Regions from separate parts of the Bactrocera dorsalis genome. Here region 1 is linked to region 2. The links are chromatin contacts, called in public Hi-C maps. All regions are on one chromosome and are shown on one strand. The core of a region is the stretch at or near the end of the contact, and the rest is flanking DNA. Distances in the headings are between cores, read along the strand shown.

Region 1 (3,633 bases), core at 339-2,838, 35 kb before region 2:
TCAAATATATGTTAGTAGGTTAGTTTAATTTTAGTAACTAATATGCTAAAAACATAATATTTGTTTCTTGTTTTGATCCGTTACTTATAAAACCCACTTCATTCTTTATCTTTGACGTTTCTACGCTCTTCTCAAATATAACCAATAGAATAGAGTTGTCGGAAAATCTATTGATTAACTTGGTTTAGTAAAAACGCATTAAATTTTTTCATTGTTCAATGTATTTCAAAGTGGGCAATTTATACGCATTTATATACGTTTAATCTATTTTTTTTAGTATAAATTATTAACTTCATTATAATAGATAAATATATTTAATTTGAATATTACTGTTTACTCCGTTTTCACTCAACTCTGGGCAATCTATGCAACGACAGCAATTTTGCCGATTGGCCGCGACTGCGAATTAAGCAGCGCCGTTACTGTCAAAGAAGTTGAATGCGACACAAGTGTTTACTATACGTCGCGTACGCGTACCGAATTCAGTGGTTTAAAATCTATAATGTGCAAAAAGAATAAGAAAATACATGACAAATTTAATGGGGATTTGGTTTTTGATGCAAGTGAAATTAAAATAAAGTGATTATCACCAAAATATAAATAAAAAATTCAATATAGTGGCCTTCGTGAACTGTGAGGATAAAACGCGAATATCGGACCGAAAAACTTCAGCGTTGACGGCGACTGCAACGTTCCGCTGATGTCGACTTAGGCTTAGGCGACGACGCTTCTTCAGCCTAACAGCGGACGAAGTAAATCGACACGAACAGCGGCAATCGGAGTAATAGTGAAGAAGTAAACCCATTGAAATTTGTTGTGGAAAATGAATTAAATTGAAAGTTATTAAATCGCAAATAGTTTAAGTAAGTGAAGTGAAAAGGTTACGATTTTTTCTATGTGTGTGCAATGTAGTTATATGTGTAAAAATAAACAAATTTCAGAAGCTATACAGTATGTTGTACGCAGAAGCCAAAGTGCAAAGCTTCTTGGTTACACCCAGGTAAGGGCAACATTAAATAATATAAATAAAAGAAGAGAAAAAATATCTTATCCTGGAAAACCCCGTTTAGTAACCATTAAATTTTAAAGGCCTCAAATTACATATTTTCAAATAAAACAAAAAGAACGTTTAAAGTAAACGAACAAACAATCGACCGTGGCAAATTTCAGCAGCTACTACGATGCGCCATTGCTTCAATACAATTCGGTGTTTGTGTTTGTTCGCCGCGAAAGAGTGCGCAGCAAACGCGAAGTAATATTTGGAGAAAGAGTGGAAAGCAAGAAAAGCAACAAGACGTTTATTGGCTTTTCGCTGCCGGCTGCCTAAATAACGTCGTCGTCGTCAACGTCGGCGACATCAACAACGTTGCTGGCGGCAACAGCGTCGGTGACGTCGACAGCATTGTGACCAAGCCCAAAAATCCAGTCAAGCACTACGAATTCATCAGCACGAAATATTATAAGACAAGAAAGAAAGAAATAGCCAAGTTAGTTGTTGTGAATGTTATTGTAAAAAGTGTTTTATTTTGTGAAGAACTTAAAAAAATGCACAAAACAAAGTAATGAAGTAGTCGGACGCCAAAGCACAGAACAGCAGAGTACATGAAATTATAAAGTTGAATAAAATAATATTAGACATTTCTTGTGCCGAAAAACACATAACGTTAGTTACGGATGTCACTTTTCATTAGTGAATGTAATCGAAATTGAAATTTCAAAGTAATAAAGTTGAATAACATTAAGTAGTAGTCTAAAACGGGCGGTTTTAACCATCCAAATCAAATAGGCATTGTGATCGCACTTTGTGCAGTGGTCAACAGTCCGTATTTGTGCACCTTCGCCAACAAAAGCAACTTGAGCAGTTGGATTTGTAACAGCGACAATAGTAGCTTCAGTTGCGGCATAATAATGGCCGCCGAGGAACTGAAAGTGGTTTTGCGGCGTAATGAGCATTCCGGTTTTGGGTTTTCGCTATTGGGCACCACGGGACCGCCGCATGTAATATATGAAATACACGAGAATTCACCGGCCGCCGATAGTGCGGTAAGTAGAAATGATTTATTTTATTTTATTGTTCTAACACTTCTGTTACATTTTATAATAAAACGTGTCCAAGTTAACTTTACAAAGTATTTGTGTTATATATTTAGTACTGCCTTTTAATTATGCCAAACCGTTTTGCATTTTTTCGAAATTTTTTTAACGAAATTACTGTTCAATTTAAATCTCCTTTCCATGCGTGTATAAGTGTGTGCAGAATTAGTTTGAAATGACTTCATCTTTATGGAATTATTTTTTTTTGTGTGTTATCTACCGACTGTATCGCTGTCAGTGTATTGTCTTTGCAGTTGAAATTGTTGTTGCAATGTACGTATTTTTGTTGTGTGATTTCCAATTAGAATTAAAAAAATTAAATGACCGAATTGGAATCGAAAGTGGTATATTGAAGATACAAGCAATTGCGCCAGACAATAAAAATGTATGTATATACATACATATGTGTGTATGTATATAAATAAAATTTTGGAATTTTTTAAATATTACCAAATGTCAGTGGCTTACTGCTATAGCATTGTATTCTTTTTAACTCATTGCTCACAACTTTCTCATCATATCAGTAGTTATTTTTTATTAATTGATTCAATATCTATTCACTTGTCATTGTTTTACATGATCTTAAGAACATTTTTGCTTTCCCCTAGGGCTTACACTTTAGTTTACTGCATTTGTTTAGTCATTGGTACATTAAAAAAATTATGCAAACCAACTCGAACTTGTTATTATTTTGCAACTCATACCACAATATTTTCTTTGTTGACTATGCTTTGGCGGATTCCTGTTGCTACGTCGTCACTTTCATTATGACAATTTATTTCATATACATATGTACATACGATTGAATTTTTTTTTTTAATTTTAAATTCTAATTGGAAATCATACAATAAAAATGTGGTAATTCTAATCTGTTTTATTCAGCCGAACTTTGGTGACCACTTGCCAAACAGCTGTTTTGTTCAACGTTGGGCACTATCGATTTATGACTTGTTATTAATGACAATCAAAGATTCATACAGACTTCTATTCAACACTTTGTTGGTTTACGCAAATTCAGGATTTTCATGAACCCCATTTGTGTATCTATTTACATATGTATGTGTCTACATAAATATATGGACCATTCCATTAATTGGCAAAATGGTTTTTTGTACCCGTATTCCGATCAAACAAAAAAATGACTATTTCTTTTATTTTCTAACGACCTGAAATTTGAGTGCAAAAAATTTTTGAAGTTATACAATTTTATATAAAAACTCTCAGCTTTCTGATAAAAATATTTTGAAAACCCAAAAAAATTCTCAAAATGCAAAAAAAAAAAATTCAAAAAAACCAGTTTTTTTTGTTTTTCCACCACCTGTTTGAAAATTGACTTTTCCATTCGTTTCCTCGTTCAATTTTACATAAGAATCAATGTTCAAAAATATGGGGCTCTGATCCCATGAACAGCAAAAAAAATGCAAGGATATCGCTATACGGCGCAGGCTATTGACTCCTAAAGCTACTTCTACTTGTCAGGGAGGAAAAAAGCATGTGTGTGTGTAACGAAACATATAACTTTATGAGACTATGTGAAAC
Region 2 (3,557 bases), core at 627-3,126:
AGAGGGTGAGTCTGCGTGAGGTGAAATAATTGTAATATATAATTTGAATAGAGTATATTAAATTTGCTATAATGTTTTTAAATCCATGAGGAAACGTAGGAAACCCTATGAAGAATATATAAACTTTTCAACGCGACGAGCTCGAGACGATTTAGTCATGTCCATCTGTCGTCTGTATATACGCCGAGTAGTCCTCACCTTTTGAAATATCGTTCTGAAATTTTGCTGATTTGTCAGAAAACCTGATATTGGACGACAATATTATATAATTATCACATAAATGAAACGATCGCCATCAAGTTATTGTATGGACAATTTTTTTATTTGACAAAATACAAATTTTGGCATGGATGATTGTTCAAGATATTGCTACTATCTCGGAATATATTGTTCATATCGGACTACCATATGCTATATGTACAAACTGATTGATTTTTGAATCAGAAATTTTTTTAAATAAATATATTCTTATCTCTTTTTAAAATTTTATTTAAAAACTTATTATTTTGAAGCAGTATAAATTTAAATTCCACATTAAAGACGGTTTTCGCTTTTAATATATTTCAAAGAAAATTAACCTTATATTTTCTCATAGTTCTCAAGTGCTTAAGGCTATCCGATGATTCGGTCACGTTAGAGCTGCGTCGTGGTAAGTGGATATTTGCCAATTTTCCTCGCCTTCATTTAAAAATTTCATGCATACCATTCTAAAATCGCAGATCCCAAACTAAAAGCGCGACTCAAAGAGCAACTGGCCAATACGAAAAATCCCCATTACGAAGACATCGAACCATCTCCGCATATTTATGATTACAAGGCATCGAGCTGTCGATCTCCCACAACTCACCACCGCTCGTTGTCACTGCAAGACTCTTACGAACCGCCACACAACAGCAATTCCAATTCATCGTCTTCGCCTGCGATACGCTACGCCAAATCGCCCACTCACTTGCCACACCGTCAGGGTTCGCTGCCGACGCCTGCGTTGACCAGCCAACAACAACAACCACAGGGCAATCACAGTCGCAGCTCTTCCGCTTCATCAGCACAGCTACAATTTGGTGATATAAATACTACTGCAGCGAGTGGTGGTGCGGGCGGCGCCACCTGTACATCGCCCACATCTCGTCCATCACGTATTCCAACGGCGCTGAAAGCGCCACAAAAGCCACCCGTACAACATTCGCCCCAGCATAAGCGACCGCGACCATCACAAATTCCAACAAAGGCTGGCCCGGCAGCCACCAACGGTAACGCGCCAGTAATTGCGCCGATAGCCCCAGTCACCGGCGGTTGTGTGAGTGGTGGTGGTGGTGGTGGTGCCCATTTACAGCATTCAAATAGTTATAGCGGCGGCAGCACACGTTTCACTCAGCAGCAGCAGCAACAGGCGGCACTGCAGCAGAAGGAGCGTGACGCTGAGCCAAACTCGGCGCCGCCGCAGCCAGCGAAGGCGCCACGCTTTGAGGCATACATGATGACTGGTGAACTGATACTGAATCTGTCAAGGACATCTCAAAGTAGTAACCTACTGCCAGGGCACGCAAAAAAAGTGTGTAGCTTAAGTTGAAATATTCTTCTTTTAGCGGTTTTTTTTAATTTGCCCTTAATTTAATTTCCTTACAGATCGACAGTTTGCGTGACTCACCACAACGTGCGGTCGTGGCTGCGCGCGCTAACGGCGCTTTGGCGCCTCGTGCTTCTGGTGAATCTTCGCCCACATCCTCATCATCGGTGGACTCGCCCACTCACACGGCCAGTTCGGAGTCAGCTCACCACCACAAAGATCGTGGCAAGCGAAGACACCAACAGCCTCACCATCATTTGCTCCAGCAACAGTTGGATAGTATTAATAACAGCTACAACAACAGTAACAGTGGTGGTGGTGGTGGCGCGGGCGGTGTGGGCGTGGTTAACAGCGATCCACGCAAAGACGATACGCTGTTATTGTGCGAAGAATTAGAGCGTGACGATGAAGAGGCAGGTGGTGACAATAATCGCAGACAACGATATCAGCAACATCAACACCATTCAACACGACGACACCAATACAGTCATTATCAACAGCGCAGCAGTTACGATCAAGATGAGGTCGTTGACATGGAAGAAAACGAGGAGGATCAAACACACTATGACATCACCAATATCGAAACGTACAATAGCGGTGGCCTTGGCGCGGGCGATGTGTGTGGCGATGATGACGCCAGCGATCGTCAATGTCTGGTAACGAACTATGGCGACGACGAGGACGACGATGTCGAAGGTGAGGATTTCGATGCCGAAGATGAAGACGGTTGTGGCGCCGAACATGAAGACGAAGACTACTCATCAAATTCATTGACATCGGCATCGGCGAAGCAACGTTTGCGCGCACTTAAGCAAAAAGCTGCCGCTGCACATTACAAACATGCACAAAATGTGGTGCGCGCCAGAGGTGGCATCGGCGATGCAGTCGATTGTGCGAACCAACATTACGCCGGTGGCTATCATCATCACCATCATCATCAGCAAAAACGGCAACAGCAACGTGGTTCAGGTGGCTCGAGTTCTTCATCGGCGACGGTGAAGAGCGACGGCTTAACTGGTATAAACACCTCACCCGATGAAACTTCATTCTCCGTGCCCACCTCACCGATTTCACTGTCTACGCCATTAATTGACAAGGACACAGCGAATTCAGTTCCCACCAGCCCAGAACCCACTAGCATGGGTGCAGTAGGTGGTGGTGGTGTTGCTCACGATGTTGTGGTGCGGCGACACAATGGTGTCGTGCGTACATGTGATTCCGCTGGATTCCGTACCAGTAAGTCTGAGGATCATCTGCAGCAGGTGCAGCGTGAAGGCATGGCTGCAGTGATACCGATCGATATTGATGAGGATGTGAATAGTTCACTGAATACACTGCTCGATACGAGGCATGACTCAGAAGATTCGCAGGTAAGTTGTGTGTGTGGCGTAAATTATAATGAAAAATATGCTATAAGTGTGTGGAAAATATTAATATCGCGGAGTAAATTGGGCGTTTATAATTATAGGAAGGCAAAACGAATCAAATTAACTTTTTACTTATACAAATAGGCATAGTGCATATACGAAAGTGTCGAAATTTATCAAATATGTTTTATAACTTGTCTAAAAATCAGAAACATGTATACCATTTAAGTGGGTATTTCTCAACAATATCTGAATATGAAAAAACTACTAATTAGTTACTGAAAAATAAACGAACAAATTTTGTAAATAAGTTATTTATCGAATTAAATTTTATATATATACATATTTAATATTAAAATACGATTTAGTTTCTAAGCCTATTTTTCATATGAAGTTTAATTTTGACTCTTTTTGAAAATTTTAGAATTTATTATTTTTAATAGAACTTAGAAAGTTTCTCTTATCTGAATGCTTGTTGGTAAACCAAAAACGTCTGTTAGCAAAATTATGTCATTATTCTCACTGTTGTGCGTATTGCATAGGTTTGTTCAAATCATTGCTTGTAAAATTATTATTATTATTTTTTTGTTTTATTGGTAGTTTGTTGTCACATTCGAGCAACT

What was found. Hi-C and Micro-C count contacts between places; a contact is called where the count stands out from the background.
Region 1: a Hi-C map of whole body shows a contact between it and region 2, with 5 times the contacts expected there. The contact joins the promoter of LOC105226019 here to the enhancer-like site in region 2. A contact is called at or near these places in 2 of 2 Hi-C or Micro-C datasets (both in whole body).

What each region holds. Positions count from the first base shown.
Region 1 is chr2:101,278,282-101,281,914 of ASM2337382v1, reverse strand. It overlaps LOC105226019 (PH and SEC7 domain-containing protein), which reads left to right and starts at 1,588. Exons shown (of 18, transcript XM_049447734.1): 1 at 1,588-2,043. The coding sequence starts at 1,909.
Region 2 is chr2:101,243,215-101,246,771 of ASM2337382v1, reverse strand. It overlaps LOC105226019 (PH and SEC7 domain-containing protein), which reads left to right. Exons shown (of 18, transcript XM_049447734.1): 2 at 1-5; 3 at 596-649; 4 at 720-1,552; 5 at 1,627-2,937. Among protein-coding and RNA genes, the nearest start is that of LOC125776268, 5.4 kb to the left of the region's middle. Within about 2 kb of position 1,876, the one cell type or tissue checked has open chromatin away from gene starts, as enhancers often do.